Regions from separate parts of the Ovis aries genome. Here region 2 is linked to region 1. A link is a contact called in public Hi-C data. All regions are on one chromosome and are shown on one strand. The core of a region is the stretch at or near the end of the contact, and the rest is flanking DNA. Distances in the headings are between cores, read along the strand shown.

Region 1 (6,324 bases), core at 3,716-6,215:
CCCTTCTGGTGGGCGCTGGCAGAGCAACCCAAGAGGTGTCATATTGTTTTCCAGTTGCCAAGTCATGTCTGACTCTTTTCAGCCCCATGGACTGCAGCATGCCAGACTTCCCTGTCCTTCACTGTCTCCTGGATTTTGCTCAAATTCCTGTCCATTGAGTCGGTGATGCTATTAAACCATCTCATTCTCTGTTGCCCCCTTCTCCTCCTGTCTTGTCTTCAGTCTTTCCCAGTATCAGTGTCAAGGTGACTGAGGCATGCCCTCGATCATGCCCCGTAATGGTGACCTGTACAACTCCCACCAGATACTGAGTCCTCTGAGGGAAAGGACTGCGTCCCTTACACCTCCCCACAGGTCCTATTTTCATGATGGTGCCATTGAATCCTCCTACTCAAGCCCTTCTTGGGGAACCAAGATTCTTCTTCCTCACCTGATTCCCATATGATGGGACAAGGATGAAACAGAGAGCTCATAGCCTACAGGATCAGGGAGAAGGCAGGAAATGAACATCTTAACAAGGCATTCATGACTATTTTCAGGGTCACACAAGCCAGGTCAAAAGATGATAAATGGAAATTTAATTAGAGTCAGTGAAAGGGTAATGGGTGTTGAACTTAGAAATGAATTTTTCTTTTTGAAGATGTGAAAAGAACTTTGGAGTCCTTTGGCTCTTCTGACCTACAGAAATGGTTTTCTAATCGAAGAGCCTGAGACTCATCTTCCCACATAAGAGGGGTGAGCAGATCTAGGGAGCTTTAGATAAGGCTCTTAGAATAAATGCAAATGAAAGAAATGAATGTCTTCCGCCCTGACAGCTCTTCTCAGGTCCCCTCCTACTCTAGGGCTTTCCGGTGGGTAGACGTGGAGGGGAAAAAAATATTCAAATATGCAATTGATTGTTCAATCCCAAGTCAGTTTCATTTTCTAGCTCTCTGGCAGTCTGCTTGCTGTATCAACTATCACACTCCAGTTCCCTAGATGTGCCCCTGTTTGGATACGCAAACACCGGGTACCGTTCTAGGCTGGGCCCTGCTCCTCCACTGGCTGCTGGGTCTCTGCTGCTGAGAGAGGCCTTGTGTAAAGAGCTTCCATAATAACGTCTCGGATTCCAGTCCGAATCCTTCCCTGCTGCAGGTTACTTGACTCTGCAAGACTTGGCTGCTTCTTCTTAGAATGGAGATCAAATGAGTGATGATAGCAGCTTCATGGTTTCCTTGTGAGGACCCAAAGGAAGAATAAATTAGATAAATAGAGCTTGTGATATACTGCGTCAGGAGAATGATAAGTAAAACAAGGTCCTGTTATGCTCCTTGCTTGCTTGTTAAGTTGTCTCAGTCGTGTCCGACTCTTTGCAATCCTATGGACTGTAGCCCGCCAGACTCCTCTGTCCATGGGGTTCTCCAGGCAAGAATACTGGAATGTGTTGCCATGCCCTTCTCCAGGGGATCTTCCCAACCCAGGAACTGAACCGGCATCTCTTATGTCTCCCACACTGCAGGTGGGTTCTTTACCACTGAACCACAGAGGGAGCCCGTTCTGCTGTTAAGAGACAATAAATAAAACCCCTGGTACACTGAGGTAGGTGCTCAATAAAAGGGCCTCCACTCCACGCTGTCTGCCCTGCAGCTTAGCTGAGGGTCTGGTCCTTCTCCCCTGTCAATATGAAAACAGATACAGAATGAGCCCAGTGGTCTGTTCCCCGGGCCCTGTCTCCTCTGGAGGTAGACCTGAGCAGAGGCTCCTGTGCTTGCCTTCCGAGGAGGGAGCAAGTGCTGACAGAGAATGAAAGAGGCAGAAGTCTAGCCCTTTCCCATTTGAGAGAATCAAATAAAGGAAGCTCTATGTGCTGGACTTTAGCTCCAACGGGTACACATGAGTTGAATGTGGACCACTTGCAGATGCTGTGCTAAAGCCTGAGGATGAAGAAGTGAGACACTTGGTCCCTCCAGGCCTTTCTACATCTCCATGCGCCAGTTCAAGAACACAAGATGTCTTTCAGTACATCTATTTCCTAACAAATCGTCACAATTCCACATTTGATTATACTATTTTGACTTTTAACAAAAAGATTTATGCGTGGCAAAGAAAAGTACACTATTTTTTTCCTCTCTCCTAATTCCTAAACCTCATCGACTTTTAAGATGGAATTAATGTCAGTAATATAAACAGGAAGTGGCTGTCTTTTTAAGTGACTAAATAAAGCCAACCACTTTCTCATTGAGATAGTTTGACAACAGTTTTTAAGTCCTAGAGAAGAACTTGTTTTCCAATTGACTAATTAAAATCCACTTAATCTAATAAAGTAGATTCTCTAGGGACCCCCATAACAGAGAAAATTAATCTGAATTGAGCTATAATATAAACATAGAGTAAACAAACTGCATTTTGTGAGGAGAAAAAGCATGCTATAGGTGGTAATTCTCACTTGTCCACACCAGCTCCGAAACGGACTCCAAGAGCTGTATTTACAGAGACCTCTGCACTCCCTACCCCCCATGCCCCCACTTTGACAGGGAGCCGTCTTCTCCAGTTAGGAACTGGGAAGCCAGATCCCCTTATGATGGCCGGTGATGTTTCTCCTCTGGGAAGACGGCATTCACTTTCCTGCTCCTTCTTCCAGGTCAAAGTGATCTTGTTGTTCTGACACTTCCTCTCCTATCCGGCAGTTTCCCTTTGAAAAATGAGACCATTCAATCCAAAGAGCTTTGCCCGTGCCTTCGAAGGAAGCTTGGGGTGGAGCAGAGACTGACTCTGTCTGGTTGTCCTCCCACACAAGAGGATATGGCACAAAACTCTCTCTCCAGGGACTCTCTGAAGAGTAGCTGACACCAGAGTGCACTGTCATCTGGGCTACGGGGCCTCTGAGTAAGAACATGCTCCTTAGAAAGTCACCTGTATGTGTTATGTATATATGTATCTGCAAAGATACAGCTATGACTATCTCTATATGTTCAAGAAAGAAGCCTCAAATCGAGACCAACAAACGTTTCCCTAGGCCCTCAGTGCCTCAGAGGAACTTGCTTTAATTAATAGATCAGAATAGTTAGTATTTAATGTATCAAATAAATGGATGATAGATACATTGATGGATAGATTGATAGATACATAGATAGATTTGGAAGTCAGACCTAAGTTTATACCAATTCCTGGCTGAAGGAGCCAGTATTGTGCTGTGCTGAGTTGCTCAGTCGTGTTTGACTCTTTGCAACCCCATGGACTGCAGCCTGCCAGTATCCTCTGTCAGGGATTCTCCAGAGAAGAATACTGGAATGGGTTGCCATATCCTCCTCCAAGGTATGTTCCCAACCCGGGGATTGAACCCAGGTCTCCCGCATTGCAGGCAGATTCTTCACCATCTGAGCCACCAGGGAAGCCTGACCCAGTACTGCTGCTGCTGCTAAGTCACTTCAGTCGTGTCTGACTCCATGCGACCCCATAGACAGCAGCCCACCAGGCTCCGCCGTCCCTGGGATTCTCCAGGCAAGAACACTGGAGTGGGTTGCCATTGCCTTCTCCAATACATGAAAGTGAAAAGTGAAAGTGAAGTCGCTCAGTCGTGTCCGACTGCAGCCCACCAGGCTCCTCCGTCCACAGGATTTTCCAGGCAAGAGTACTGAGTTTCCCTAAATCTAAATTTGTGTGTGTGTGTGTGTTCAGTCATGTATAACTCTTTGCGACCCCATAGACTGTAGCCCACCAGGATCTCTATCCATGAAATTTTCCAGGCAAGAAACACTGGAGGGGGTTGCCATATCCTATTCCAGGGCATCTTCCTGACCCAGGGATCAAACCCGAGTCTCTTGCATCTCCTACATTGGCAGGGGGATTCTTTACCACTGTGTCACCTGGGAAGCCCCAAACCTAAATTTACATGTCTGTAAAATTGGTTTGATTACCTCTCTGGTTGGTTTCCAGGCATAAATGAATGAATGCATGTAAAGTACTTATTAAAGTAACTGCCATGAAGTAAGCTTCAATAAGAAGGAACCATCACTGATTTATTTCATTCTTAGTGGAGAACAGTTCATCTGGGGGCATCTTTGAGAGGTCAGGATTTCAGAACTGCAGGGAGACACAGTGGTTTCATGGGAAGGCTCTGATATACCTATGTGTAAATGGATACTTTCTGCAACAATGCACAGCTTAAGTGGGACCTGTCACCTGGTGGTCAGACGTTTCCCAGGTCTTGAGGGTGAGACAGTACTGCCAGAGAACCCAGTTTGATTTCCTGGTTCAAAAATCACACCTGTGAAACTCGATCCAGGTGGGAAATTCTTCTGGCTGCTTCTGCTCAAGCCATGGTTCCTTATCAAGTTATGTCTCTGGGTCACTCTGAGGTCATCTTTTAAATTAATGTGACAGACAAGGAAGGCCACAAAACCTCGCTGCTTAGCCTTCGCCTACAAGTCCATCGCAGCAGCGAGTTGACTGAACACGCACTTGGTACTAGTAGCCTTTTGGTCATCAGTTTCTTTAATCCTCCAGCAAGCCTCCAACAACCCTCCATCAGGGCAGCTGCAGTAATCCCCCTTTAAAGATGAACCATCTCAGGCTTGCAGTGTCCAAGGTCACAGCTGGCAAGTGGAGCAACACTGCAGGTAAGTAGGGAGCTCTTGCCACCCGGCCATGCTTCACAGAAAACCATTCGTCCTGTTCTGCTCTCCCGTGCCACGTGTGTCAATACTGCATCTGAGAACAGAAAGAGGTTTGAAATTCTCATTTTCCTCGCTTGCTAAAGAGAAGCACAGCCTGTTATAAGGCTCTACCTTGCTCTGGCTCTCCAGATTCTTCCTCCAATCCTCTTTATAGAGCACCTCCCTTTACCCCCACAATACCTGCTCGGGATTCTTCCTGGCCCTTCAAAAAACAACTGGCAAAAAGCAACTAGCTTGAATCCCTTTAGTTTGGCTAAGACGCCCCTTTTCAGGGGACCTGGTTGGAGCAAGAGTGCCACCTGCTGGAATGTCTGAGTCACTGCCAACACATGTTCCTTGGGCCAACGTGGGCCGGCAGGCGGAGAGGCTTAAGCCTGGCCAAGGAATCAATCAGTGTTCACAGAAACACCTCAGCAGCGTCCAGGCATCAACTTACTGACACTCAGTGTTTAGTTGTTCAGTGGTATCTGACTCTTTTGTGACCCCGCCAGGCTCCTCTGTCCATGGGATTTCTCAGGCAAGAACACGGGAGTGGGTCGCCATTCCCTTCTCCAGGAGATTCTTCCCCACCCAAGGACTGAACCCGTGTTTCCTGCAGTTGGCAGGCAGGTTTTTTTACCACTGAGCTACCAGGGAAGCCCAGATACTGACACTCAAGGTCTTATTCAAATACAAGTTTGGGACTTTAAGGCTGTGCAGTTCTTGTTTCCAAATAGGGGCTGGGATGAGGGTGGGGCAAGAGGGGCAGGGCCATGCAAGTACAGTACATCCCATCTTTGCGGAAAATTGTGAAACTGTATTCATCATGGATTTTTGCATCTATTTTGACTTTTTAAAGTGCATTAAAATATTACATATCTCGTTACTGAATTGTTTGGCACCCTCTCCTTTATGATTTACACCCACTGCAAAGGTTTCATTTGCCTCATGCTAGTATCGGCCCTGCTGAAGCCTTCTGCAAAAGGATTCAGTTTCCTTTCCGAGCTCTGTCTGTAGGTGAACTACACTCAAAGAGTCTCTAAGCTGAACGCCCACATCAGGGCCAGTCCCCGTGCAGCTCTGTGTCCACACTAGGCTTTTCCAATCCCCAGATCCACAGTCTGAGGTCAGGTGGGGTTGCGGGCAGTTCTTTATCTGTAGTGTGTGGGAGGGTTTCGAATGGGGGATGGTTCTCAAAACACTTGAAATTTTGTGGAAAACTATGCATTTTCTGGGGAGATGGCTTATCACCCTCCTTCATTCTCCAAGGAGGCTTGACCCCATAAAGGATAAGACTCACAACAGCCTTCATCAAAGAGTCTATGCAGGAAAAAGCAACAAGAAATGTCTTCCCACATCTGCCCTGGTAAAATGAATGTCAATCACCTGATCTGTGGTCTATAAACAGTGTTGGGAGACCCTGATACAAAGATTCAAGGGTTCTCAGAGTTTGGAGAAAGGAAAAATTCCTTTCTTGAGAAACTGGAATCTCAGCTGCATGCTGAGAACTGGATAGTCCACGTTGCCCTCTTTAGTTTTCACTCCCTGCTCTGAAAACCTCTCAACCTTGCCATTGTTCTCAGGCAAAGCTCTTTTGCAAGCTCCAGACTCTTCCACCCTCCTGGCATCCTTAACCCATCCTTCAAGATCAACTTTCTCCTCATTCTCAGGCAGGGCTAGGCTCTTACAC
Region 2 (6,300 bases), core at 37-2,536, 160 kb before region 1:
CAGGTACCGTTTCATATTGGGGATACACAAGTATCACTCTATATTAGGGGAAACCCTGAGACAAATGAAAATACAAAGAACATGATTGCCATTAAGTGGTCATTTTGACCTTTCCATCTTGCCTCTCCTGATTACATCTTTTAGACATATTCAAAGTACATGGAGGTTTCTCTCTGGAATAGCATGATGGCAGAAGTATCAATTTTACAGGAAACTTTGGTTAAGTCTTTTCTGTTGGTGCAGAAAAAGAACTTGAGAAGTCAGCATATTAAGCAAAAAAAAAAAAAAAAATTTACAGGAGTATGTGTTTTAGAGTGAAATTTCACATGTATTTGGAACCAAGGCAGAAACAATGCTTTCTGTAAATGAGCACCATTAACTAGAGAATATAACTTACCTTTCATATACAAATCCAAAGTATAAGCAAATGGCAACTTTTTGCTTCTCTCTTTTACTAGGAAGGAAATTGTAGCCAGCTAGCCCCCAGGGCATCTCTCCCCTGCTGCAACTTTGCTTTCCTGGGTTAAGAAATTACATTTTTGGTTAAGAAAGGGGGAAAAAAATGAGAGAATGCTACACCCCAGAGTAAAAGCGACCTGTCAGCACTGATTTTCCAGAACTAGTGCCTGCCCCACAGCTCCTCCCCACCTCACTCTGGGCTTGGGGCCATGCAGTGCCAAAGGTGGTGCTCCTTTTCCATCCGACTTCAAAGCCTTTGTCCAAACGAACCATAAGTTAACAGGCTCTATCAACGTGGATGCCTCTTTGAAGGCACCTTAAGGCCAAGCGTCACCTGCTCTGTTCTGGAAGGCAGCGAAACAGAGGAAAAGCCGCACCCCTCCCCTCCTGCAGTGTGCATTCTAACTCTCTTGCTACCAACTATACAAAACCCTGTTCTCTCAGGCAGGTACGGGACCCAGAGCAGCTCACTGTCTGGGCCTCTGTGTCTTCTCCCTCCACTTAGAAGCAAAGGCCTTCCGGGACCTGCTGAGGCCCGGAGCTGGGCTCCTCCTTGGTGGCAATGGGGAAGCTTGGAGCTCCTTTCACCCAGTGGGCATAGAGGTGACTTCATTCTGCAACTCCCTGAGGCTGGTTTTCCCTTCCCTACAAGTCAGTAAGCACAAATCTTTGCAGAGAAGCCCGGAGTTCTAAGCATTCGCTCAGCAGAAGGAAAAAAGAAAACAAAACAAAACCCACCACACCACTTTTCCAACTCAGCCCTGTTAAGGACATGGTCTCAGACATTTCCTGCCTGAGCCTCCGCGGCTTCCCTCCTCTTGCACACGTGCTCCCCCTACTGCCTGATGGGGGCAACGCAACCCTCGCTCCACGAGACCCAGGAACGCCCCAGCCTGGCCCTGGAAGAGCCATGTTGTAAGGCTGCAGAGGGCTTGCCAAAAAATGAAACAGTAGATCTTAAGAATTCTTCCATGGCTTCGGTGAAGGGCCCAAGCTAAGTCTTTACATTTCAAGAGTAAACTCTGTAATAGAGACTGAATAAACAAATGTTCCCTGAATAGAATTTTGCCAAATAAATTAAATGTAGGCTTCCCTCTAAGAGTTAAATAAATGAAAAGAGCTTTGGACTTGGGTTGAGAATAGGGGACTCAGATTCAGGTTATGCTTCTTTTTTTAAAAAATGAGTGACCTTGGACTTTAACCGTTCTCACTCTCAGTTTTCTCATCCATTATTTGGGCATATGGCTCATCTCTTAGTGTTGTTGAGAAAAGTAAACGAAAGAATGTGAACGTGTGAGAAACGTGTTTTATAACATAAACATTTAATATGAGCCATTATTTTTTCCTTTCCAATGCAACACACACACACACCTGCCTTTTTCATACATTTCAGTGGAAATGATAGGGGAGGCAATTTAAACCCCCAAAAGGAAGTAGGACAAGGAAGCTCAGTCACAAACAGGAAGTAACAAAAATGCCATCAGAAAAAAATTGGCTCAAGCAAAAGAAAAAAAAAAGTCATAGGCCACGTTTTAAAGATCAAGTTAGACTTAGTTCATGATTTGGGGTGTTGCACAGCCCCCTAAATTAGAGGGTTTTCAGAGATGATTAGGCAACTCTTTTGACCTTGATTTGACCTCACAAATGGGAATTCTCCGGGGCGTTTTTTTGGATCTCTGTAGTTGGTAGGTTCCTGCCTTTTTAAGTGTAGGTCTCTCCTCCTTTTCCCCTGCGGCCCTGGGAGGGGCCCAGCGCCCTGAGCTGGGGCCCCGCCCTCGCCCGCGCCCCGGAGCCGCCCTGCCTCCTCTCGGATTACTCCTCCCTTCCTGGCCTCACAAACTTGCCACATTGTAGGTTGGCTTCTGCAGGAAAAGTAAGAAAAGCACTGCAATGCCGGCGCACAAAGAAGTTTTACAGTGCTGGGGTTCAGGTCCAACTTTCCTTCCAAATTTTTGTTAAGAAGAGACAAAATCTTGGATATTTTCCTAGGAGGAAAAAAACAACAACAACTTAAAGGGAAACAAAATAACATGTCAGGACACATTGTGCTATTTATTTTCTTGTTTTTCCTCTCATTCTTGAAACTTCCCTTCAAAAATCTTAACACCTTTCTTGCCTCTTGCTTAATTTTGTGTGTTTTTAGCATAGAGAGAGAGAGGATTTGAAGCCTAAGGATTATAAGTCAGAACCAAGGAGGAGGGCATGGCAACCCACTCTAGTATTTTTGCCTGGAGAATCCCCCCGGACAGGGCAGCCGGCTGGGCTAGAGTCCATGGGGTCGCAAAGAGTCGGACATGACTGAGGGACTAAGCACTGTATATGTCAAGCATTCCTAAAACTCATCTGTTTGCAGAATCAGGGTTCCTTTTCTGGCCGAAATGAAGAGACTGATTTCTGCCTTCTTTCCCCAGACTTTTAAAATTAAACCACTCTTCAGCAAATTGCTTGGGGAAGGTGAGATTCGGAAAGTAAGGAGATTCATGTCCATCTAAGTGACTCAAGTTTAAGGATAGTGCCATCAGTTCAATTGCTCAGTCGTGTCCGACTCTTTGGCACCCCATGGACTGCAGCACGCCAGGCCTCCCTGTCCATCACCAACTCCTGGAGTTTACTCAAACTCATGTCCATCAAGGCGGTGATGCCATCCAACCATCTCATCCTCTGTCATCCCCTTCTCCTCCCACCTTCAGTCTTTCCCAGAATCAGGGTCTCTTCGCATCAGGTGGCCAAAATATTGTAGTATCAGCTTCAGCATCAGTCCTTCCAATGCATATTCAGGACCGATTTCCTTTAGGATGGCCTGGTGGGATCTCCTTGCAGTCCAAGGGACTCTCAGGAGTCTTCTCCAACACCACAGTTAGAGAGCATCAGTTATTCAGCGCTCAGCCTTCTTCACAGTCCAACTCTCACATCCATATATCACTACTGGAAAAACCACAGCCTTGACTACAGGACGTTTGTTGGCAAAGTAATGTCTCTGGTTTTTAATAAAAGGATAGTGCCATAGAGACACATATTCTAAAGACTGTCCCCTGTCTTGTTGCAAGCTTAGTGTACTTCGTGGCGGCCTCCAGCTGTGCTGCAGCCTCCAGCTGTGCCTTGGCCTCCAGCTGTAGGTGTACATTTGGCAACTGTACTGTCAGGATGCTGATAATGATATTTTCAAAGTGTTTTCACACTTGTGCTTCATAACAACACCGGCAGCATGGTGAAGGGATGAAATTTGCTGCTGTTACAGACGAGGAAGTGAGGAGAAGGGGGGGAAAAGTGATTTGTCCAAGGCCACTCAATTGGTTCCCTACAAAACCCCAGACTAAGAAGTCAAGATCTTCCAAATACTACACTGGTATTTAATGCCCGGTTTGGAAATTATTACCAACAGGTTCCACAGGCTCTTGTTTATGCCAAAACAAACTGTGTTCATTTTTAAACTAGGGTAGCATGAACTTTTAAATTAACTTTTTACAAATTATGTAGAGTATGTATCATTAGCAAAGGGACTTAGAGGCCCTTTTCAATAGACAGTATTTTTTTTAATTAAAATTTCATTTTTAATGAACTTAGGGAGGGCATAATTCACTTTCATGACTGAAAAGTCGCAGTCCTAAAGCCTAGTACACTTGGGAAATCTTGTTGCCACCTCCTCTCCCTTCAGCTCTTTTCTCTACTTCTGTCCCTCACTGGTAGGTACTTTTATTTTTTTGAATCCTACCCCTGTTTCTTTAGGAAAATACAAATAAGTACAAATACATGATCCTACTCTTATGTATTTTCAGTCTTACAAAAAAGAGAACATTTTGAATTGGTTTTCTGGATGTGTGTGAGCTTTGCTAAACCATCTCTCTTTTCCCTGGGAAGCTCAGGGGTCTGCAGACAATTCTAGTGTGACTGAGAATCTAGAGGTTTCAGCTGGCTGTAGAAGTTTCAGTTGGGTAGCTTTACCTGGTAAACCTAGGTCCCTCCCTCAACCAGAACCAGATGCAGCTGCTGCAACCCTGGGCTTCGAGCACATACTGCTACAGGACAGCTCGTTGTTTCACAAGGAGAAAGTCATCTAGATGTCCGAGGAAACCCAAATGATATGATAGGGGCAACGTTTTAAGCAGTAATTGTCTGTTACTGTTGCTGAAAGGATGGTTAGTGACGAGTTCCATCACTATGGGACTCATTCTACTATGTCCCACTGTGACAAGGTCATAGTGCCTGACAGACAGAGGGGCCATCTCCAATACACTCTCCAAATAGGATTTTTCCACAAAGGAGCTTTCACATCCTCCCTGTCCTCAGTGGCACTGAAAGAACAATCAAAGATCAAACTCAGGCTATGGCAAGGGGGAAGGTCAGGGGCCCTCTGAGAGCAGGAAATCCAGGCCAAGAGCTAAGCAAGGGAAGGACCAGTGTGGGTCAGAGCACCTGGGCCATCAGTGCTCTAGGCTCAGGAGAGCAAGGGCACGGATGAGTGGCAAGGGCACGGACGAGCAGCAAGTGCAGAGACCGGCCAGGAGGCTACCGCAGCTCCTCCCGAGGAGCGATGGGCGTGCAGCGGGGCCTGCAGATTCTCCGCACCACTGACGGGGCAGATCCTGAGGAGACGGCTGGCAGAGGTGTCACAGACGCCCCTGCTGTCCCTTGTGTTAGTTTCCTGGGGCCGCCACGACAAAGTGCCACAACCCGGGTGACTTACAGTCCCAAGATATATTGTCCCGCCATAATGGAGGCTAGAAATTCAGGACCAAGATGTCTGCGGGGCTGGTTTCTCCTGAGGGAGGAATCTGTGCCCAGGCCCTCTCCTCGGCTTGCGGATGATCGTCTCTTCCTGAGTGTCTTCTCATCATCTTTCCTCTGTGTGTGTCTGTCTGTGTCTGAATGTCCCCCTTCTTATAAGGACACCAGTCACACTAGGTTAGAACCCATCCTAAGAACCATTGTTTTAACTTGACTACCTTTGGAAAGACCCTGTCTGTAAATAAGACCACATTCTGAGGCACTGGGGCTTAGGACCCCACCATATTTCTTAGCTTTTAGGTTTTTAAAGAATTTATTTAAATTAAAACTTATAGCTTTCTGTCTGCATTAATAGTAACATACAGTTAATAGTTTTCACCCTTTTAACCAGAAATACCAAAACTCAAGAGTTTCCAGAGTTGTTGGTATAATTATTATTATTGCCATCATTATTATTTTGTATGGTGCAATTACTATTAATAAAGATTTTTGATGTTGACTGAAACATCAAAATTTGAAAGGTCATATTCTATATTTTCTATTCCTGTGGTATTTATCTGGGACCATAAATTTTAGAGAAAACTGTTTCTTCAGTTTATTTTATTGTGGTAGAATAGCCTTATGCATTTTACCATCATAACCATTTATAAGTGTACGTCTCAGTGCCGTTAAATACATTCATATTGTTGTGCACAGTCACCAGCTTCCATTTCCAGAACTCTTCATTTTGTAAAACTCAAGCTTTAGACCCATTAAGTAATAACTCCCCATTCCTCCCATCCATCAGCCCCTGGCAATCACCACACTACTTTCCGTCACTGTGGTTTGGACTACTCTAAGTCCCTCACACGAGTGGAATCATCCAGTATTTGTATTTATGTGACTAGCTTATTTCACTTAGTATAACATCCTCAAGATTCAACTGTGTTGTAGCATATTACAGAATTTTTTTCCTTTTTAAGGCTGAATAATATTCCATTGTTTGTATATATATCACCTTTTATTTATGCATATCTCCATGTTTTAACTACTGTGAATAATGCTGTGATGAACATGGGTAGACAAATTTCTAAGACTCTGCTTTCAATCTGTTTGAATATATATATATCCAGAAGT

The links. Hi-C and Micro-C count contacts between places; a contact is called where the count stands out from the background.
Region 2: a Hi-C map of tail adipose tissue shows a contact between it and region 1, with 4 times the contacts expected there. The contact joins two enhancer-like sites. A contact is called at or near these places in 11 of 16 Hi-C or Micro-C datasets (blood, hypothalamus, liver and 7 more).

What each region holds. Positions count from the first base shown.
Region 1 is chr6:58,181,867-58,188,190 of ARS-UI_Ramb_v3.0, reverse strand. No RefSeq gene overlaps it. Among named protein-coding and RNA genes, the nearest start is that of TBC1D1, 270 kb to the right of the region's middle. Within about 2 kb of position 4,965, at least 30 of the 54 cell types and tissues checked have an H3K27ac peak or open chromatin away from gene starts, as enhancers often do. A contact at or near this core is called in liver and tail adipose tissue, where this site is marked.
Region 2 is chr6:58,334,852-58,341,151 of ARS-UI_Ramb_v3.0, reverse strand. No RefSeq gene overlaps it. Among named protein-coding and RNA genes, the nearest start is that of TRNAI-AAU, 280 kb to the left of the region's middle. Within about 2 kb of position 1,286, at least 39 of the 54 cell types and tissues checked have an H3K27ac peak or open chromatin away from gene starts, as enhancers often do. A contact at or near this core is called in liver and tail adipose tissue, where this site is marked.